Linked DNA regions of Sus scrofa: region 2 is linked to region 1. A link is a contact called in public promoter capture Hi-C data. All regions are on one chromosome and are shown on one strand. Each heading gives the region's core, a stretch centred on a gene start, on an enhancer-like site or on the middle of the called end of the contact. The rest is flanking DNA. Distances are from core to core; before and after follow the strand shown.

Region 1 (4,879 bases), core at 1,604-4,103:
ACTGTCCCTGTTGCTGGCTAATGCCATAGCCTTAGGGATCTTCTTTCAGTCCCTCGAACATGGTCAAACTCAGGGCCTTGGCTCTTATTCCCTCTGCCTGGACTGCCCTGGACTTTGACTGCAGAGTTCCTTCTTATCACCCATATCTCAGCTGCTGCATTGTCTCCTGGGAAGGGCCTGTCCTAACTCCTCCACCACCGTCTGCTTTTGGATGTGTCCACAGCATGCAGAAATTCCCTGGCCAGGGATCAAATCCAAGCCACAGCAGTGACAACACAAAATCCTTAACTGCTAGGCCATCAGGGAACTAGGGAACTCCCTAACTACCCTATTTAAAGTAGGGGTCATGGAGTTCCCGTCGTGGCTCAGTGGTTAAGGAATCCGACTAGGAACCATGAGGTTGAGGGTTCGGTCCCTGCCCTTGCTCAGTGGGTTAACGACCCGGCGTTGCCGTGAGCTGTGGTGTAGGTCGCAGACGTGGCTCGGATCCCGCGTTGCTGTGGCTCTGGCGTAGGCCGGCGGCTACAGCTCCGATTCGACCCCTAGCCTGGGAATCTCTATATGCCGCAGGAGCAGCCCAAGAAATGGCAAAAAGACACACACACACAATAAAGTCTACAAATAATAAATGCTGAAGAGGGTCTGGAGAAAAGGGAACCTTCCTACACTCTTGGTGGGAATGCAAATTGTAAGTTGGTGCAGCCATTATGGAAAATAGCATGGAGGTTCCTCACAAAACTAAATACAGAACTACTGTATGATCCTACAACCCTAGTCCTGGGCCTATCTTTGGAAAAAAACTAATTCTAAAAGATACATGCATCCCAATATTCATAACAGCACTATTTACAATAGCCAAGACATGGAAGCAACCTAAATGTCCATCAACAAATGATTGAAGGAGTTCCCGTAGTGGCACAGTGGTTAACAAATACGACTAGGAACCATGAGGTTGCGGGTTCGGTCCCTGCCCTTGCTCAGTGGGTTAATGATCTGGCGTTGCCGTGAGCTGTGGTGCAGGTTGCAGACGCGGCTCGGATCCTGCGTTGCTGTGGCTCTGGCGTAGGCTGGTGGCTACAGCTCCGATTGGACCCCTAGCCTGGGAACCTCCATATGCCACGGGAGCGGCCCAAGAAATAGCAACAACAACAACAACAACAAAAAAGACAAAAAGACAAAAAAACAAAAAACAAAAAAAAAACAAATGATTGAAGAAGATGTGGTATATACACACAATGGAATAGTACTCAGCCATAAAAAATATGAAATGTTATTTTCAGCAACATGGATGGACCTGGAGATTGTCATATTGAATGAAGCAGATCAGAAAGAGAAAGACATATTTGTCCTATCACTTATATGTGAAATCTAAAATATGACACAAATGAATGTATTTACAAGACAGAAGCAGACTCAGACATAGAAAACAAGTTTATTGTTACCAAAGGGGAAAGGAGGTGGGGAAGAGATAAATAAGGAGTTAGGGATTAACAGATGCAAACTATTATATATAGAATGGATAAACAACAAGGTCCTACTGCACAGGGAACTATATTCAACATTCCATAATAAACTATAGTAAAGAACATAAAAACAAATATATGAGATACATATCATATACATATATATAACTGAATCATTTTGCTGTACATCAGAAACAAAACATTATAAATTAGCCACATTTCAACAGAATTTTAACTAATTGAAGTAGGGCTTTCTTCCTTCTCACTCTGTCTCACGTTGTGATGTTTATTTTCAGTCCCCTAAACTCATCCCTTGACTAGAATGCAACCTCCAGCACCTAGCACAGTACAGAAGTAAATACATCCAAAACTACTAAATGAATAGCCGACCCTAAGTCGCCATGGCACTCGACTGTGGTTAAGGAGAGGAACAGTTTCAAAGAGTACATTTAATGGAAAACGCAGAGGAGCCGGCGCCAACTGACTTACTAGCTCTGTGACTCAGGTAACCTGGCTTTTATGCCTAGCGTAAAAATGATAAAATGGGGAGACCTAAACTTTCTATATCAAAGAAGTATAGAGATGAATAAATGAAGTAACACATAAGCAGGAGCTCGGTGAAACGCAGAGCAATGTAAGCAGGTCTTATTTGAACGAGATGGATAAAAGAAAGGGCAGTAACTGCCGAGGGAGGCAAGAGACGGAAACAGCCAGGATGATAGGGCCCTTCAGAGGAGTGGGAGGCTCTCACTGGGGGCTGGCGCGTCTCCCAGTGACTGTCCACCCCGCCCCGCCATCGCTATCCTGGTCCTCTGGCCTACTCCTCCATCCTGTGCAGCAGACGCGGCCTGCAGCGACCTCCCGCCCTTCCACCCCATCCCGCCCGGATACCACGAACTACTCACCTCGCAGGCCGCACCATGGTCTCCTCCAAGGTAGGAAATATGCACTTCTTAGACTCCTGCTGGCATCTGCCGCTGCAGTTCCAATTCCCGCCTAAAACCAAATCCACAGCGCTCCGCCCGGCCGTCAGCCCTCCAATCCTCACCGGCCATCCCGGTTGCCGCGCATGCGCTCTGAAAAGCGCGCGTTAGTTCACGCCCTCCCGAGGCACCGCCTTTCCGCATCCGGTTCACCAGAGTCGAGTTCTTGTTTCGCCACTGCACTTTCGTCACAACAGTGGCTTCAGCGTCGTCCCTCAAGTGTAAAATAACAGTAGAAATACACCTTCCTACACTTTTTAAATTATTACATTAAGGGCAGTATGGAACGACAGGACATATAGAGCCATAAATTTTCCATGGGATGCCAGGAAAGAGGAAAAGATTAAACGAATCTGCTGAAACGGATCTTCCAGCTGTGAAAAATCAGGCTGTAGTCAGCTGACCAATTCTGCGCCAAGGCTCATTGACAGCGAGAAGTGAGAGGACCGCTGGGGCCTGTAGGACTGGGAGAGGTGAGCCCGCGGCGGGAGCGAGGAAGGCACTTAAAACCGAAACCCTTTAACAGGGGGGCTGTTCCCCTCCCTCGGCTGGGGCTTCTCGCCGAGACAGTCTGCCCTCCCTTTCCTGGCTTATTTAAACCTCAGAACCTCCACTCAATTGGCGGAGTGAGTTTGGTCCGGCCCTTCTCACATTTGATTTCAGCTCTGTTAATAATAACAAATCGGGGAGAGGGAACTAAAGTATTAATTTGTTGAAACATAGTAAGCCTAAAGGTTGCACCAGTTGAAACCATAATTAATGGTTTTTGTTTACTGAAAATATTGACCCTAAACAAGATTAGACTATAAACCCGTTATTTCCGTAGTCTTCAATTCCGTGCAAGATGTTCCTTTGCCTGCATCATGTGTATTCAGTTAGCAGCTCGGGTTTTTTCTCTGATATATTCTTACAGCTTCTTTCTATTATTATTTATTACTTTTACTAGCTTCTAGTTATTTGTCATCTTATGTTTGTCAGATGCTTCGTATTTATTATTTGGTTAAGCCTAATGACGGTCCTACAAGTTAAAAGGCTTTCTGGGGCCTATCCATGCTGAGACGTGGCATGGGAAAAAGAGCAGTAAGAGTGCCCTAGGCATAGGAAAAGCGTTCTGAAAGGTAGGGAGTGGCAAGAGAGGTTCGGTATTGAAAAATTTTCAGTATAGGTTGAAAAGTAAAGTCTGAATTTGTGTTGCGAAGAGGAGGTGCAGGTGCTGAAAGAAGAGTCTGGAGTATAAGCAGAGGCAGAGTAAACTACGTTAAGGAGTTTGAATTGTATCCTAACAGCAATGGAGAGTCATAGACGGATTTAAAGCAGATGAGCAACATGTTCTGGTAGGCATTTTTAAAAGATTACTATATAAATTGTCTTTTTGTTTTCTTTTTGGTTTCCTTTGCTGTGCAAAAGCTTGTCAGTTTGATTAGGTCCCATTGGTTTATTTTATTTATTTATTTTGTCTTTTTGCCATTTCTTGGGCCGCTCCTGCAACATATGAAGGTTCCCAGGCTAGGGGCCTACGCCAGAGCCACAGCAGCACAGGATCCGAAACGCGTTTGCGACCTACACCACAGCTCACGGCAACGCCAGATTGTTAACCCACTGAGCAAGGGCAGGGATCGAACCTGCAACCTCATGGTTCCCAGTCAGATTCGTTAACCACTGCGCCACCACGGGAACTCCCCCATTGGTTTATTTTTGCTTTTATTTCTGTTGCTTTGGGAAACTAACCTGAGAAAATATTCATAAGGTTGATGTCAGAGAATGTTTTGCCTATGTTATCTTCCAGGAGTTTGATGGTGTCTTGTCTTATATTTAAGTCTTTCAGCCATTTTGAGTTTATTTTTGTGCAAGCCGTGAGGGTGTGTTCTAGTTTCATTGCTTTACATGCAGCTGTCCAGGTTTCCCAGCAATGCTTGCTGAATAGACTGTCTTTTTCCCATTTAATGTTCTTGCCTCCTTTGTCAAAGATTAACTGACCATAGGTGTCTGGGTTTCTTTCTGGGTTCTCTATTCTGTTCCACTGGTTTGTATGTCTGTTTTGATACCAGTACCACACTGCCTTGATGACTGTGGCTTTGTAATGTTGCCTGAAGTTTGGGAGATTTATGCTTCCTGCTTGGTTTTTGTTCCTCAGAATTGCTTTGGTGATTCTGGGTCTTTTGTGGTTCCATATAAATTTTGGGATTGTTTGTTCTAGTTCTGTGAAGTAAGTCAGAAAGAGAAAGACAAGTACTGTATGATATCACTTATATATGTAATCTAATATACGGCACAAATGAACCTTTCCACAGAAAAGAAAATCATGGACTTGGAGAATAGACTTGTGGTTGCCAGGAGGTTGGGGGGAGGGAGCGGGGTGGATTGGGAGTTTAGGGTTAATAGATGCAAGCTATTACCTTTGGAATGGATTAGCAATGAGATCCCGCTCTGTAG
Region 2 (4,879 bases), core at 871-3,370, 170 kb after region 1:
TACTACGTTGTAAATCAAATGTACTTTAATAAAAATTTTAAAAAGAGAGAAGCAGTCTTTCTTAAGACTTATTTTTAAATTAATTCATCCTAGGATTTTTATGTGGAACCGGGTTTAAAAAATCAAGCCCTTTTTGGAGTTCCTTGCGACGCAGCGGGTTAAAGAGCCTGCATTGTCATTGCAGCAGCTCAGGTAGCTGCTGTGGTGCAGGTTCGATCCCTGGCCTGGGAACTTCCACATGCCAAGGGCGCGGCCAAAAAGATAAATAAAAATCAAGCCCTTTTTAAGAAGCAGGGAGGAGACAAAATCCACATTCATATAACTATTGTCTGTTAAGAATCCAAACAGGAATCATCTTGTTTCCCAAGGAATAGTTTAGCCAGATTTTCTATGACTTCTGCGCTTCAATTCTATGTCAGGCACTGCGCCAAAGCATCCAGAAAATGCTCTACCATTAGAGAAATCAAGGTTCTAGTTCCAATTTTGCTACTACATTAGAGGAATCAAGGTTCTAGTTCCATGGTCATAAAGCATTCTATAAAATTGAAAGGGATGGGGGTGGGAGCTTGATTTCTAGTTCAGACATTAAAATCCTAAAGGGACAACTCAAATGATTGCCAAGGTTATCTTTCTGTAAGGAAGAAGAGGACAAAAAAGACAACAGCTTAAGTCGTTCGGACAAGGTCAGGCCATACTGATGTTCCCTGCAAGCTCCACGAAGTCAAAGATGGAATCTTATTACCTGCAACCCAGTCCTCTGACACAAAGTACCCACTCAGAATGCTGCTTCCATTAAACCACACATACCTATTAGAGGATTAAGTGCATTTGTACTAGAGCCCTCCCTTCAGAAATAAAAGTTATTTCATCTCCGATATATTTCTCCTCCTCCATTATGCTATTCACTTTACCTTTCTGCCATTTAATCGTCACGCTAACCCAGGAAAGTGGGCCCTATCACTACCCCCATTTTAAACATCAGAAAACTGAGGTCGTAAAGATTAAGCCGGTTAAAGGAAGCCCAGGTTACAAGGCTCCTAGCTGGAGCCCAGAATCTTAACCCATGTCTATCTTGCATGTGCTCCTGACCACCCTGAATTTCACTTTCTGTTAACACTGGGCAAATAAGCATTGAGAAGGAAAAAGGAAGAGACGTGAAGATATCTCGGCATCTAGCTCCATGTAACGTTATGATAAAAGTATTTGTTCGGGGTGATGCAGGCCGCCGACACCAGGGCATGGCCCTCCCCAGCCCTCTCCCAGCTACGTCAGCTCTGCGGGTTAGAAATGAAACTCAGACGCGAGCCAAGGGGACTGAGGGGACAAGACGGGGCGGGCGCAAAGCAACATCAGCCTGCACCAGCCCCTCTGCAGACCTTAAGGGGACAGGCTGGGGCCAACACAGGGCCAGGGAAGCGCTGGCACAGGGCTGTCTCTTCCGCTTCAGCTGCCACCGGGTGGCGGGTGACCTTGACCACTCACCCCTACAGACTTCTCAGTCCTTATCTAACAGGGTGACATCTGACACCCGGCGTCCCGCTAGACGTCGCTGGGGCTGGAGGGCCCAGAAAGTAACTCAGCGGAAACACCTAGAAAACCGCCAGGTCAAGCCGAGCCTGGGGCGGGGGCGGGGGTGGATAGTAAGCCTGAAGGACAGGGCGGGACAGTGTGGCAGATCCTCGGTCCCCCCGCCCAGCCCGCAACAGTCCGCAGAAGGGAGAGAGCAGCCCCCGCCAGCCATACTCACTGCCGGACCAAGGTCAGAGCGAAGCGCGTCATTCCTCCGAAGCCGGCAAGAAGCGAAGCAACTTCCGCATCTGCACCCCGCAGCCCGCACCCCTTACCCGGCACCAGCGCCGCAGACCGGCACTGCGCCCACCACGCCACCGCTTCCGCACCCCGCCGCCAGTCGGCTCCGTTGCTATAGGCCGAGGAGGCCGTTACGTCACTCCCGGATGGCCAATCAGGACTGTGGGAGGCCGGCAGGTCGCTGAGAGTGTTGCGCTGCGCGGCACCGTCCAGGTCTCCGGCGCGTGCGCTCCCGCGCGCCGGCCCGTGATTGGTGCGAGGCAGGTGCGTGAGGCCCCGCCCCAGGGGCGGGGAGGCGGGTCGTGCTTGGGCAAATCAAGGTAGCGGAGTCTCGGTGCAGATAAGGGAGCTGCTGCTGGGATCTGGGGTGGGTCTGATTTGAGGCTGGAGTGCAGCCAGCAGTCTTGTTTCGTGGGTGTACAGCGCCAGACACGTTCGGTCCTGCGAGATTTTGTGTTAGCCCTCGGCACTGGAGGTGTAGAGTCAGCAAGGTCTACGCGCTGAGACCCACCCGCCTTCGGCCCTCAACTCCTGAAGTGACCCGCTCCGGGAGCGAATCTAGTCTGGCCCTTTTGCGCCCTCGTCTAGACTAGGCCAAGTGCTTTGCCTACCTACCGACACCGATTTTACCAAAGAGTCCTCTCCTTGGTCTCAAGCTCCTCTTCCTGCCTTTAATATCTCACCGAGTTTCTCTGGGTCATTTTTCCAATCCTGAGCCTCAACCTGCCCCCTGACTACAAATCTCCATTGATTCCTGTCGTGTTCACAGTTGAATTCAGCATCTCTACCCCATCGCAACAGTCTGGAGTAACGTCTTCCACGTTGTTTTTTGAAGAGAATCTGGTGAATAATTTTCTCTTTTAACGATGAGAGAGTTACTTCACCTTCCTCATCCTACTTTACACAGAAGATACAATGGGATAAAGTACCTAGCCATGAAAGGGATAGGTAATGTCAGCTTTACCTTGTCTTCCATGCATTTTTGCTGTATTCTTATATTTGACGATGCGTTTGTTTCCTTGAATACCCAATTATGGAAGAGAAAATGAGTTTAGAGAACTTAACTGCTGCCCAGGAATTCAAAAGGGTTTCCTGTGGGTAATCACATTTGGCCCTCAGAACAACTCAAATATACAAGGTATCTTTACTTAGATGAGAAATCAAACCTAGAGAGAAACTAAGCAATGTGTCCAGGTTCACAGCTGGTCAGTAGTGACTAGGACTACTTCAGAGATTCTCAAACCTGCCTGTATTACTGGATTCATCAAGGCTCTTCTGAATGACAGGCTGCAGCCCAGAAAAATTAAATCAGAACCACTGTGGGAGGAGCCCAAGCATAATAATTTTTTCTCTTAATTGCCACACTCGTGGCACATGGAAGTTCTTAGGCCAGGGATTGAATCCAAGTTCCAGCTGCAACTTACACCACAGCTGGGACAACGCTGAATCCTAAAACCCTTTGGGCAGCGCTGAGGATCAAACCTGTGCCTCTGAAGTGACCCAAGCCACTGCAGCTGGGTACTTAACCCACTGTGCTGCAGGGGGATCTCCGGCATCAGAAATTTTGTTTTTTTCTTTTTAGGGCTGCACAGGTGGCAAATGGAAGTCCCCAGGCTAGGGAATAGCTAACATAATAGGAGAGAGGTTTTTTTCAGAGAAATTTAGAAAATTATAAAGTTCCAATGTTAATTTTTTAATTAACTAAGACCTATGTATAAAAACATTGTTTTTGAACTTTAAGAATCAGGAAAAAATTGAGTAATGAGGATCTTTGAAAGAATGGACATTATTCTGCATTATCCATTCAGCAGTTCAGAGATTACCCATCAGCTTATAAAATGAACAAGGAGTTAATGCATTTAAACTTTGTTAAGATAGGAGTTTCCGTTGTGGCTCAATGGTTAAAGAATCCAACTAGGACCCATGAGGTTGCGGGTTCGATCCCTGGCCTTGCTCAGTGGGTTAAGGATCCAGCGTTGCCATGAGCTGTGGTGTAGGTTGCCGACTCAGCTCGGATCCCGTGTTGCTGTGGCTCTGGTGTAGGCCGGCGGCTACAGCTGCGATTGGACCCCTAGCCTGGGAATCTCCATATGCCACGGGAGCGGCCCAAGAAATGGCAAAACCACAAAAAACAAAACAAAACAAAACAAAAAACCAAACCTCTTTTGTTAAGATAGAAGCTAGAAGGAACCACTGATATACTTTTGTGAACAATGTATCAAATCACATATGCCTTTTTTTTTTTTTTTTAATTGTGATGAACAAGGATGTTTTGTTGTGGCCTCTCAGGTGATGGAATTCTCAACTAGCCAGGATAGGCCACTTTATGCTGAAGTAACAAATTAACCCTGAATTTCCGTGGCTTACCACATAAAAGTTTATTTCTCGCTCATGCTACGTGCCTGACATGGACCAGAAAGGGGCTTTACTCCATAGAGTCCCTCAGGAACTGGAGTTAACAGTTAACAATGACTTGAGCACGCAGGTTCATGGTAACTAGGGCAGGAAATGAGAAATTGAGGCTCCTGAACTGGTCCTTGGATACTTCCATTTACTGTCCAGAGCAGCTCATGTGACCTCCTAAATGCAGAGGCGATGGGAAATGTGGGGAACATGTGACTGTTGAGTGCGTGGGCAACATTCTACATACAGTGCCTGTTGAACTGTCCCAGGATTCTGCCCTTGGTCCTCTTCTCCCCTCCCCCGTGCAGTCTCAGGTGATCTTATCCTGTGTGTAGATTTTGTGTCTCCAGCCTGCACCTAGCCCCGGATCGCCACTCTTTTTTTCCTCCCAGTTTTATGGAGATGTAATTGACATGCCGCCCTGTGTTATGTTTAGGGTGTACAACATCCTGATTTGCCTTATAAGCGTCATGAAATGACTCTCATGAAAAGTTTAGTGATTATCCCTCATCTCCTGGACATAAAATTAATGAAATAGAAAAAAAAATGTTTTCCTTGTGATGAGAACTCAGAATTTACTCTCTTAACAGTCCTACGTGACACACAGCCATGTGGATTATCTTTACCTGGTGTACATTACATGCCTGGTAGTTATTTATCTTATAAC

What was found. Promoter capture Hi-C pulls out the DNA fragments that hold promoters and counts their contacts.
Region 2: a contact with region 1 is called in a promoter capture Hi-C map of liver, with 2.5 times the contacts expected there. The contact joins the promoter of TIGAR here to the promoter of C5H12orf4 in region 1. A contact is called at or near these places in 1 of 5 promoter capture datasets (liver) and 1 of 47 Hi-C or Micro-C datasets (liver).

The regions. Positions count from the first base shown.
Region 1 is chr5:65,894,672-65,899,550 of Sscrofa11.1, forward strand. It overlaps C5H12orf4 (chromosome 5 open reading frame, human C12orf4), which reads left to right and starts at 2,854. Exons shown (of 14, transcript NM_001243413.1): 1 at 2,854-2,919. It overlaps RAD51AP1 (RAD51-associated protein 1), which reads right to left and starts at 2,539. Exons shown (of 9, transcript XM_001926380.4): 1 at 2,369-2,539. The coding sequence starts at 2,385.
Region 2 is chr5:66,065,451-66,070,329 of Sscrofa11.1, forward strand. It overlaps TIGAR (fructose-2,6-bisphosphatase TIGAR), which reads right to left and starts at 2,121. Exons shown (of 6, transcript XM_005655710.3): 1 at 1,748-2,121. The coding sequence starts at 1,779.